Regions from separate parts of the Anas platyrhynchos genome. Here region 2 is linked to region 1. The links are chromatin contacts, called in public Hi-C maps. All regions are on one chromosome and are shown on one strand. Each heading gives the region's core, a stretch centred on a gene start, on an enhancer-like site or on the middle of the called end of the contact. The rest is flanking DNA. Distances are from core to core; before and after follow the strand shown. Region 1 has its middle 67 kb from the start of TGFBR2. Region 2 overlaps LOC106016617 (a long non-coding RNA gene).

Evidence for each region. A called contact is a pair of places that touch in the nucleus more often than the background predicts.
Region 2: a contact with region 1 is called in a Hi-C map of subcutaneous adipose tissue, with 2.2 times the contacts expected there. The contact joins two enhancer-like sites. A contact is called at or near these places in 3 of 8 Hi-C or Micro-C datasets (skeletal muscle and subcutaneous adipose tissue).

The regions. Positions count from the first base shown.
Region 1 is chr2:117,022,525-117,029,018 of IASCAAS_PekinDuck_T2T, forward strand. No RefSeq gene overlaps it. Among named protein-coding and RNA genes, the nearest start is that of TGFBR2, 67 kb to the right of the region's middle. Within about 2 kb of position 2,382, at least 1 of the 8 cell types and tissues checked has an H3K27ac peak or open chromatin away from gene starts, as enhancers often do. A contact at or near this core is called in subcutaneous adipose tissue, where this site is marked.
Region 2 is chr2:117,186,247-117,192,740 of IASCAAS_PekinDuck_T2T, forward strand. The region is part of intron 1 of LOC106016617 (a long non-coding RNA gene); the gene reads right to left. Among named protein-coding and RNA genes, the nearest start is that of TGFBR2, 97 kb to the left of the region's middle. Within about 2 kb of position 3,580, at least 1 of the 8 cell types and tissues checked has an H3K27ac peak or open chromatin away from gene starts, as enhancers often do. A contact at or near this core is called in subcutaneous adipose tissue, where this site is marked.

The DNA of each region.
Region 1 (6,494 bases), core at 1,132-3,631:
ATGCTGATGAGTCATTTGAGCTTATAGGCACTATATCTCGTACAGTAACTGCTAAATATTGCTACCCTTACGTACTGAAATAATGCAATTGCACACATTCATTATGTCTTAATTGCACATGCTAATTGCAGGTTAGATGCAATCAAAGCAACGCTGCCTGGCAAATGCACACTGCAAACCATGAGAAACCCTGGTGAAGGGGTTTTCTTCCTTTAAATTGAATTTAGTTTCCCACAATTACATGCTTTTGCTTCAGATGTACAATTAGATGTTATTACTCTAATTCTGTAACTACACAATAATCAACTAAAAATTACTTTGAGAAGCAAAACAAAACAAGGAAATTTGCACAGCAAGAGGTACAATAAAGAGAACGTCAAAGGTTTAAAGGCAAACCCACAAAAGGAAACAATGGTTATGGGAACAATTAACCTTTGCTAAAATCTAATTTACGTGAATGCATTGTAAAGCTGTGCTGCAGAAGCAGCACGGTGAAATAGCACCCATTACAGAATCACCAAAGAACTTGCATAAACCTAAACATTGCAGCTGTCTGCCCCAAAATATCATGGTCCATCCACTGATCCTAGAGAAGCCCTTAAAGAAGGCAGCACACATTGTAGTATACTAATGACTTTGTGTATATCAGGGTATATTAGGGTTAAGTTTGTTTTAGAGCATTCTTAATAATAAAAGTGAAACTGAAAGGGCAATCTTGAAGAAGTCCCACAGAGATGACTTTATGTCCTAGTACCTCATGTACATTTGAAAAACAAGTGGTCACATTTTTAGATTAATTAAAAAAATACGATATGGTAAAATCTTTTGTTTTATGACAGATAAGGCAAATAATAGAAAGTGACGGACATGGGCCGTTAATAGTCAGTCAAACACAGATGTTCTGTTTTGATGAAGTAATTTCTTTCTTGTGAGGAACTTGGAGAGCATTAATTTCTACAAAGCTATTTAAAAAATGGAAAGTATGAAGAAAACACTTGCCATGAAAGAGCGGAGGCCCATGGAAAATAACATCTGTCTTTGGGACTATGTGCTCTACATTGTCCTCTGCACAAAGCTGCTCTTCCAAGAAACTTTCACCCAGCTTGTCATTCTGGGAAGTGAGTCCTTGAAGCTGGCAGGCACTGATACTGGAAACTACAGCTTTATCCATGCTGCTTCTTTTATTCTGTCTGATAGGGATTTTTTTTACCCTTGCTCTGTTTCTGTACCTTCTCGTACATTATTTCTAGAGGGATAAATACAGGATTTTTTCCCATATTTGGCACTATAGGAAAAATGTCAGAATAGCAGAAGGGGAAAGATTGAAAGCTGAATGAAAAGCAACGTTCAGGGTGGTATCTTGGCATGGTGTTTTGCCTCCTCTGTCTCACACATGGCTTTTTCTCGATGCTCGGGTGATTGTCAGCAAGATCAGGGCTTTACTATGCATTGCACAATAGCGGAGACCAATTTGGCCTTGGGAAACTAAGATAAAGAGTGGCAGAAAGAAATGTTAGTTCTGTTTTATAGAAGAATGATGGACAAGCAAGTTAAAACTTCCATTTTTTGCCAGAACTTGCACTGCAGCTTTGGATAAATTGTTGAAGGTGTCAGTAAAAGACATAGTGCTGAGTAAAAAATGGGATATAGTGCAATAGGAACACAGAGAGACATGGTGCTAGGCTAACCAGATAGTTTCCTGGGGAAAAAATCATTTGCTGGATTGGACATTTGGGAGAACCTACATAAGATGGGAACGAGGACAGAAAATGTGAGGTGGTTACAAATATCTAATGAGAGATGAAAATAGCTAACAAAGAGAGGAAGGCAACCACTCAAGTAATGGTATTGATTCAGGGCTAATCTCATTTCATACGGTCATCGCTGACTCTTTCACAAAAAATAAATGTATGTTCATGAAGTTTGCTGATGAAGCTAAGTTAGAAGTTTTAGAGTTTGACATTCGTAGAGAACTAGGTGATTTTCAGAGCTGGTGGTGGTGGAACATGGTCAAGCAGTGCAAACTCCTCAGGGACTTGCAAAAAGCTACGAAAACATTTTGCTAAGAGGTAACATATTAAACACTCGAGAAACAGAAAATTGTAGGGATAGATACAATGATAACAGAAGTAGTGAATGAGCTAAGCCTAAAGTGCAATACTAATAAAGTCAGACAAGAAATAAGTTTGTAAATATCAAAGCAGAAAAAAATCCCTCATCAGGAATACAGCAGCAAGAAAACTCAAGCTGGGCATAGAGTTGGTGGCCATTCCTGTCCTCCAGCCCCCAGCTCTGTTATCACAAGCTGTGTGCAGTGAGGAGTGATTATATTAATTGTTTTTACAGCGTCAAAGAGCAGCACTGTCTAGTCTTGTGCTCCATCTACTGGTGTTTCCTCTGGTAACAAACTTTTGACATACAAAGGCTTGTCTCTTCTAAAGAACACTCTTGGACATGGCACACATGGCAGATGTTGGAAAATATTGCTTTACTCTAGCCAAAGTTTCCCATGTAAACACTGGATTTCAATGGACAGCAAGGAATACACGCAAAGTGTCACTGCAAATCTGTGGTGAGCCTTTTGTCAAAACTACATAGCAATGGGAATGCGTTTCCATGGTGTGTAACTCATGATGACACTGGTGTGCTTGGACATCCAAGGTTTTGTCTGAGCAATAGGGAGCTCAAATGCTTTGAGACCTTCAGCCCCTCAGCTGAGCAGTGAGTCCTGACACTTGATCTGTACCAAGACTGAAAATGGATTCAGGAGCCTGCAAGCCACATTTAAAATGCATGGCATTAGAATGATGAGTTTCCAGACTTGATTTCCTTCTGAAGCAATCAAAATATCCTTTTTTATTTTTACTTTTTATTTTTTTTTTTTAATATTTTCTTTTCCATGAGGACCATCACGGTTCTATGGTTAGTTACAAAAGAGGATATCCTATACTCTTAACCCTGTATGGTTTGGAATTTCCCATAGAACAGAATTTCTGGCTTCTTGGCTGCCCTGAAATAACACCCTTGGAAACAGAGACCAAACACACAGACGCAGCTGCTGTGGCAGGGTCTCAAGATGTCATCCAGACACTATGCCCTCCATCCTGAGATAAGATCAGTGATACAAGAGAGCTAATGTGTAATCTTGCATAGCCTGAAAGTCATGATCTTAAATTCTAGCCATTCTGCAGCCTTCCCATGAGGTTACCTTAATGGCTAATTCTAAATCTATATTTTCGCTGTCCACCATCATTAGAGACAACCACTCCTAAGACAAGAAATATTGCTCCTTTTTGCAACTTCTGTGTGTTCAAAGATTTTCTTTACAGCTCCTTAATCATCATCTTTTCTAGTCCTGAACAGCAGTCATTCTTTCCATGTTTTCTCAGAGGCCATGTTTGAAAGTCTTCTGCTTACTCTGCTGCCTCAAAAGCCAGAACAGTCTTCTGAAACCTTACCAGGGTTTCAAAGAGAGGGAAGATTGCTTTGTCTGTCTCTCAGCCACCAATGCTGTTTGATGAACAAGATGTTTGCCTACCTCTTTTGACTCTTGCTAGGTTTGTGATCCACTCTGACCACCAGAGCATCTTTGGCTAACTGCTCTACATGGCTTTTCCCCATTAGACAGCTGTATATTTAATTACTCCTGTTTAAGTGTCCTCACGAAAGAGGATCAGGATTTTTCAAAACATTTAGTCAAGCTGTCAAGAACAATTTGACTTGTAATTCCATCCTGCATCACACTCGCAGCCTCTCATAGCATGCTAAGGCTTGCAGAATTAATAAGCATAATATTTCAGCCCATCACCTAGGCTACTATTTAAAATACTGAGTAGGGCTAGACCCAGGTCGCTGTGGAACTACACTCAGAAGCTCCTAGGGATGTACACGGTAATTATTATGTCTTTCAAGAAAGCTTTGTGACCACTCTTTACTTGAATGTAGACATTTTCCTAGTTTGCTAATGAGAATGTCAGTTGAGGCAGTGTGGAAAGCCTTTCTAAGCTCCAGATGCATGATATTTACTGTTTCTTCTCCACTTATAAGGGCTACTGCCATACAGAAAGACAAAAACAAAAAGCCATGACAAGGCCATGTTGACTCCTACCCTGTTGAGTCAGACAAGTGCCCCCAATTCATGCAGCATCCTCTAAATAGTCACAGATAAGCATGAATGGAGCTGAGATTGCTTCTGCTAATCCCTTTGGAAACCAGAGGAATTTCAGCTAGATCAGCAGGTCTGAAACAATACAACATATCCAAAAGTTTTCTGCCCTACTCTTACCCTGTGCTAGATTGAAAATTCATCTTTTGACACTCGAGAGGACTGATATAACCACACAAGTGCCAAACATTTTGGCCTTTTCAGCCACCCTTCTTTTCAGTTGTGTGGGTTTTCTTTTCTGTATTCTTACGTAAGGTCAGTGCTGTATTTCTTTAGAATTGAAACAGAAAGCCATTGCTCTGGTCCTGGAGTATTCAGCCTGGCAAGACAATCTTGTAGGAGGGGTATTTTTCTCAGATGCATGCATAAAGCATTAAAAAAAAAAAGAAAGAGCTCCTTTCCCTCCCTGTTTAAGAGCCCTTCCCCTCATAATTACTGTCTTAATGAAAGTGCTGCATGTAGCTTACAATGCCGATAATTTCATTTTAATTACTCCTAAAAGACAATTAACTCAGTTATTTAAAATGCAATTCATACCATAAAGTCTAGCAAAATGGAGACAGGAGCATACGCAAGTTATGCATCCGAGCATTTAACATCCTCAAGTCAGTGATTTTATCATTGCCAAGATGTGTGGCTCAAGCAAGAAACATGGTGTATGATTGTAAGAGTCACTCGCACTATGGCATTCATATATTCCCACTGCTAATGCATTGGCAGCATGTATAGAAAGGGAGATGACCCTACATCCAGCCCTTTTTTCATGCATTTCTCCATGAAATAAACTTCCATCTCATCTAGAAGCTGGTAGGATTGATTTTTGCACATCAGGACAAGCAGTGCAGAAAATACCAATCTGCAGACTTGCCAACCCACGTGAAAATCAGGACCCAACAAGGATTATCTAAATTCTCATTGGGAAATTGAAAGGCAAAAATTTCCTTGTATAAATTCATTGTATTTCTCTCCAGGATTTTTGAACAAAATACTGTATATCAGCAGCAACGTGAAGGCATTTAAAGAAAAAGCACCTTATAAGCTATCCTATGATATTCTCTGCACGTTGGTGTGAAAACCACACTGTTCATACTGAAAATCTGCCTATAATCCATAGACGTAATTTGTCAAATCATGACGTCAAACTTACTGATTTCAGCATTGTTACAGTGAAAAGAAGAGATGTTTTTAATAAGTGTCTCTTCCATGAAAGCACATGGAACAGGAGTCATCTCACCAAGCTACAGCTGTCTTTGCTAAGGGTTCCTCATGGTTTCCTTTGCCGTCATGGAGGAAACCACAAAGGCCAGGGAAGAGCCTACCCCCTTTCAGGAGCAGATTTTACACCAGTTTTCTGATCTGGTGAAGTCAGAAGGCATCTGCTGCCTCTCTCTCAGGAGAATTTTCTTCAGAATATTTTACATTCAAAAGTGGATCTTCTGCCAAAATGTTCTTTTCTCTAGACCTAATAAAACTAAATTAGACTGGTCCCCAGATCAGGAATGAATTTTGTCTGGTTGTGTGTCACGGATATAATAAACAGTTTATACATGAGCAAAGGCTGTGTTTAAGTATGGCTGAATCCTGTTTGGTTTACTGTGATTAACCTAAACTATTTATAAATAGATGAAGCAAGTTAATTTAAATTCTTTCTTCCATTTCCTATGACTTTGTTAAGATTATTTCCTTAAAAGCAACCATTCCAGAAATTATTTCAAGACAACCAAATTAACGAATGTTATCATTCCTATGTTAAAATGAAATTTCCATATTTTTTCCCCTCGTTTAATAAGGCTTATATGTCCTTTCCAGAAGGACTCAGGCTGAACAACCTGCTTCTTTGTGGGAGATGCTCTTAATGCCTTGAAACACGGGAGCATTTCACTATGCTGTTCAAAGCACTGCAAGAAAAATTTCAGTCTAATCCCCTGCAAGCTGCTCTTGCAGGCTCCTCCTCACTGGTAACTGAAGTGGCAGTGACATTGTTGTGCTGCAGAAATGCTGCCTCTGCTTGACACGTGGGGCTCGGATGAGCAAAAGGAGCCACAGCCAGAGCACATGAGTAACTCTGGAAGAAGTGTACAAGACTTAACAACTGGAAAATTAAAAGTTCTGGGATGAGATTTATGCCCTGTTCAAAATCTTTTAGCTAATTAAAGGTATGGCTGACTCTCTTCTGTCTCCAAGAACACCCTGCGGTTGATGGAAAGTGAGCATCTTGGCTGAAGAGAATCGATACCCTGGCTTTAATTTCACCAAAGGAGGAAAGCTCACCTTTTCAGCAATAAGACTGCATTCAAGTATCAGTAGTTAGATCATCTTTCACTTGCTA
Region 2 (6,494 bases), core at 2,330-4,829, 160 kb after region 1:
AATTATTTTTGTTTTGCTCCTTCTTACAACTTAATCTGACAAGTCTTTACACCAAGAGTTTAAACTAAGATGATATTGCAAATCTTCCTCCAGCTATTCCTCACCCTTTCGATGGCTTATAGGACTTAATGTCTATACTGGCCCTGTAGAAGCAGGCATGCATCAGTTGACCCTGACACCGATTACCCAAAATTATTAAAAAAAAAAGATTCGACTGAAAAGACATTTCTCAGTTACTAACAAACAACACTGTTTTGAAGATTCGAATTATGTTTGCTGTTTCAGATTGTCTTCTTACTTTTGCATACCTCTACTTGTACTGATAGGAGACAAGGAGAGGTAGAGAAGGGACAAAGAACAGGGGAGAGAAAAAGAGGGGAGGGAAAGGGTAAAGAACACTCCTAATCCCATTACCATGTTATTGTTTTCAGGGGACTCTGAATTTTCTACTGGGGACCTAGGAGGTTCCAGTAAGATCTAATCACATTGAAAAAAAAACACCATGGCAAAAACAACCACCACTGTCTCATAATTGTATTTGATCTGAATTCAGTAAATTTGTATTACTGTTAATGACAGAAGAATTTGGACCCTGAAGTTTTAGATGCTTATTTGAATTTTCTCACATTAAAGCACTTAAACAAAAACCTCTTTTTGTTAGATTTGTGTAGCATTTGCCATCTTAAAGAGGAACAGACCTCCCCCTGCATTCTTCATAGAATTCCTGAGTTAATTGCTTGATAAAATTATATTTATTGTAGCCTAAGGGCTCCTAGAATTAGGTGCTTAATAGTAAAACACGTAGATGCTTGGTCTCATAGGTATGTTGAATGAATCAAGGCCAGAGTGTGTATGTCTTCCATTGTGCAAAACTGAATGCGTAGTTAAATTAAGAACAATAGGTATTCATAAATCAGCATGAGTGCCCATGAGAAACAAGTCTTCTAATTAAATAAGAAGAGAATCAGTGTTCCTTGTTCCGGGAATTGTTTGGTATTGAGGCAGAATATATTGATAGTTAGTAGAGACACATTATTTGTTAGAAGAATTATTGGATTTATTTATCAAAAACAACCCCTTTCCTACACATTAGTAGAGTTAATTTACAAAAATAACTGATTTGGACTGAAATCATTTGTGTGCTTTTTTAAGAGAAGCTTTTAGTGCTCCTACTGAAAAAAAGAAACCTTTGTAATCAGAATAGCACAAAATTAAATGCAGTATTTGCACGGAAACTGACATAGTGCTTTACCTTATTACAATTTTAAGCTACAATAAATAAATAAGTGTTCTTCCACTGAGAGGAAATTATTGGAGAATTCTACAACAATTTAAAAAGAAAAAAAAGATTTAGATTATTGTTTGTCTTGATGATACTTCAGAATTTTGGTGGAAAACATTCAAAGTATTCTCCATTCAGTGACTAAATGTGGCTTTGGGATGACTTCATAATTTTTTGATCCTAAAACTTGATGCCTACAGCCTTACCAGTGCAGTGAGTTACAGGTTTTCCCATTTTCTTATCAGGAGGGAACAGAAAGCAGTGTATTAAAGTTTTCTAACTTGAGCCCTGCAAACCCTACTTTTTACCCACCCATTATGATGCCATGCAGCTCTTCAAATACAAAGAAAAGCCTGAGTAGTCTATACTTGGCATTAAAGCCGAGAACATTTCAAATGATGGGGGCAGCAAACACTGCATTTGTCTTAACCCCTTCAAAAATGACACAAATTCTAAAGAAACTCTCAGAAATGTGTCTACAAGTCTTATGTTAAAAAATGTTAGCAGTTACAGAAATAATTATAGCTGAGCATGCTATTGGACAGATTGAACCACATTAATCACAGATTGAAAGAAGCAACTACTTGTTTCCTGTACAAATTGTGAGTGGTTAGGTCACCAGTCTAGGAATCAGTTTCTGTTCTCACATTTACTCTGAATTCCCTTTTAAGGAGCACTAATCTCTTGTGTAGACATACTTAAACAGAATTAAGTTGGCTTTAAAATTCTGTGTCTTCATTTTTTTCTTGAAGTGTCTGCACAAAAGTTAGCTAATATGCTTAAATCCAAGTTAATTTTCCTGTACGTCCCTCGATATACAAGTTCAAAGCAGTGAAATTCCACAAAGGCCTCACATTAGATGAAGCTAAAACAGGATTTTGAGACTGTCCCTTACAGTATTTAATGTTAATGAACATTAAGCTGCCAGGACATTCTTGTCTAACCAAGAAAGCACACCACACAAATCTGAATCTGTTATGTATCTACACAATACATTTGAATGCTTCTATATCTTCAAAGAGGATAATTTGAATGTCTTTTGTCATGAGTAACATTTTAGGAGATGAGGCACCTTTCTGCTATATGTGTTTTTTTTATTTGTTTGTTTAAAGACTGATTGTGTTTTGGGTTAGTAATTTTTTCCACTGAAAGCAAAAGAGCTTCTAGACATACATTCGATCCTGCAAATTATAGATCAAAATATGACATTTGGTTAGTATTTCAGAGTCCTCAATGGAAGAAAGTTAGTACTTGAATGGTGAGGAAATCCCCAAAGGAATAAAAAGTTTTTTAAAGTCCTGGGTTCCAGCTGCTGTCTTCTAGTGAAGCTTTATATGCCCCCCTAGACACACTGCATCCCTGTTTTTTTGTCCATTAATAGTATTCTTCAACTCTAGTTTCAGTAAATCGGAAATGAGGTCACTTGAACTTTACCAACTCTGTCATTTAACCAAAAATAATAATTAAGGAAATGTTCTGGACACTTTTTATTATTATTATTATTCCAATTTTTATATGATTTCAGTGACCCACAAAGAAGACAAGAACTAAGTTCTGTGTTCCTGAAGCACAAGGAGAAAAAAGCACAATATTATAAGGTCTTGTTTTGTAGTATTAATAAAAACCTTTGTGAAATCTGCCCATCCAGGACATTCTGTTCCCCCTTGAGCTTCCAGTAACCCAGGACATTAACAGACAACACAATAGTGACCATCGAGGGCATTCTTGTCCTTTGAAATCTTTGATCATCAGCTCTATAAACGACATTATTTTCATGGCCATTGTAAGGTGGTGTTTTTTTCTCAGCCTGAAGCATTTTCTACAGAATAAACTCATAGTCCATGTGTGAGAATTTAGGGAACAATTCATATAGCATTTTGACATCAAGTCACAGAGGACACACATTGTCACTGCCATTGTACCCAATTCCAAACACAGGATGTTGGTCCCCCTGAGTGTATAGAACTAATGAACAACACTTTAGAAGACTTCAGAAAATAAAGCTTAAACAAACTGATTTTAATGTGAAAAAAATAAAATAAAATAAAATAAAATACCACCCACGCAAACATTGCTAAACTGAAAACCATTAAAAATAAAAGATTAGGATGACATGACTATTTTTTCCCCCAATTGTTAAATGTAAACTAAGCTAGTGGTCAAAAAGTCATGGAGGACGAGGGAGGGAAGTTGTAGATGATTGCTGCATTCTTTATTACGTCCCCTCTCCATCCTGGAGAGCTGGAACATCGGTGCAGTTCTCATGCCAGCTTCCAAGTAAACAACACGCACTTCCTGGCTATCTCTAATCTGGGCAGCAATGTGTGTGAAGAGAGAGTGCTGAGTGATGTGTGGTTCTGACCAGGTATCCTGTTTTGACAAGGGTGTTTGTCCTTTACCCAACATACTGCAGAAGTAATTCTCGACATTTGTGTAATGTTTTCTTTTCTTTGGGGAGAGGAGGGGGAGGGAAAGGCCTAATTTGGTCTTTTGGGAAAGATTTAATTTGAATTACTGAGAAGGTTAGACGGCCAGAGGTAACAATTAAAAAATAACCAAAAAAGTAGTGCTGATAAAGTTTTTGTGTTTTTTTTTTTTTTTCCACTCAACATTTTAAGCTACAGTTAATTAAAAGACACCGTTACCTCTAATTAATACTTAAACTGTATATTACTTGCCAGAGTGTGATTCAAAATCCAGTTTAAAATTGGCCTCTAAAAGTTTTTGAGGAGCTAATGGAACTGTTTTAGTATCTAGCATACCATTCTAAAGAATAAGATTTCGTTGTTTTTATTTTTTTTTGTGTAATTTTTTTTTCCCTCTACAAAACCCTTTTCCTTTGGAAAAAAGCCCATTAAGCAAGCCCTCCACCTCTCCTCCAATGGTAAACAATGTTTCAAGTGAAGATTTTACTGGCAACAGCTCACAATTTCAGAATAAAATTCTGAAACAAATTTAAAAAATGAACGATGCCCAGATTAATTTAATTATCTGGTATTTGGATGAGATGTGGTTTGAAGAAAATGTTTTAAAGAAGGACCTGCTGTCTCACAAGATCTGTTCCTCTTCTGTGTACAGCAAAGACTTGAACGTGCATTTTCTACATCCCACAGCCACCTGGATTTTGGCTTTTTCCATAGGAAAATAAGATCTTATGGTCTTAGTGTAAAACATTCATAACATTGGATTTGTGTTTCCCAGGTGGCTTTAATAAAATGTTTTATAATATGGATGAGGAAAAGAAATCAATAAAGATTACATCACCTCTATTGTTTAAATGGTCTAGTCCTTGGCACACTAATGACTTGCTGTAGTTTATCTTCCTCTCTGATCATTTACAATTTTGGGCTAATATAACAGGTGATTTATTTGGAATCCAGTTCACAGAAAAAGATGGATATAACCATCCCAGTTTTGGCCCCACTCCTAAACCAGTGAAAAGCAAAGGTTGGGTTGTCACTGTCTTCTGTGAGAGAGAAACCAGGGCCTGTATTCCCTCTCAAAGCAAATCACTTGTCATTTATGAACCTCAATTTTCTGACTTAAGTCCAACATAGGTACAGATTTTACTTATGGTAAATAACACTGGTATCATGTCAGAGAAAGAGGATACTGCAAGAAAGTAGGTTATTTATGTTAGAGACATTTGAAGGATTTAGACATGCTATGGGATGAAGGACATTTAGAAGCTAACAATTCTGACCAATCTACAGTGTCCAGCAGTCATGGAATTTAATCTTTCTCCATCTAGCTTTCTCCATTTACTACATCTGCTGTCCAAAAAATAAATAAATAAAAATAAAAATGTCAGGGCTTTCAGTCAGCTGCATAACTCATTAAAATGCCCAACATTCAGAAAAAAATTAAGTTCTTAAAACTGACCTGTCTAAAACAGCTAAATATTGCTAAGAATCCCCATGATGTTGCCATAAAGAAAATAAAAACATAAAACTTGCATTTCCTGTTTTCTTTTGAAGGCAAACCATACCTCTGTTTTAGAATTGTCAAACCTTTCTATTGCACTCAAAGGAAGGAAAAACAGAGCCGTACATTACTCTCAAATTCCATATGATTGCAAAGCGGTGACCCATAGATTACTTTGCCCAAATATTTGATTATTCCAGAGTTTTGACAGATAATTCTTCTTGTATTTGGAAGCCCAGAAATCCAACAGTCTGAAAATTATATAAATGTTAGAAATTTGCTCTTAGGTCCTAAATTATTATTATTATTATTTGAAAATCAAATACCCGCATACCTGCAGTGCACCTATTTTCTATGAGTTCATTTTCTTATTTGAGTAAAAGTAACTCATAGGCACAAATTCTTACTACATGATAACAAACAGGATTTTTCATGGAGGAATATGCAGTAAATATAGGCACTGTAGACAGTGATCTTACATTGTTGTGAACTCAGGTAGTCCATGATCTTAGAGCAGACATCCTTAAATATCATTATTTTTCTTTTTAAATCAAAATTTGAGTTCCCCAAGATGTTGTATGGGATAGCGATTCCAGGAGTGCTTCTTAGCACAATGCTGAAATAAGGACCACTGAGGAGAACTAGTTAAAAGGATTTACTTTGAAATTATCTGGTACGAACTGAATATATTAGAAATAATGAATCATTACAAGCTTATGCCTTCGAATGCTAAATCCTCATTTTAGTTAAATATACGGGAGCTGCACAGGAATGATCTTGGAGGGTAATGAAAAGCAAAATAATGACAGATTAGCCAGTTCACTAACTTCACTGATTAAAATCTTTCTCCATAATGAGCAAGCCAAATTAAATGGAGGCATGAGGTAAAAATATAAAACATGCTTTTCTGTTGAAGTTTCAAGTACTTCAGTTAATTTTGTGAACACATTTCAGATCCAAAGACCAGAAATGTAACCTGATGTCTCTGTCTACATTTTACTTGGGATATGATAATGTTCCGGATTTGTAAAACTTGTGAACCCAGTGCATTCTTCATTATTCTACAGCCCCAAACCAGCCGTATTTTAATTTCATTTACACTGCTGTCAGTCTGAATAAATTCATTGCATAGCATCCTGACATTTCTTAAGTCAAGGACAAATCTCCTATTTACTTCACAGAGATTAGGAGGTCTCTCTAAATTCAGTGGAGTTACTCCAACTCATCTCAATGCCATCAGCTCAGTGTCTAGTCTTTTATATCCTCGGGTTACAGCATAAATAAGGCA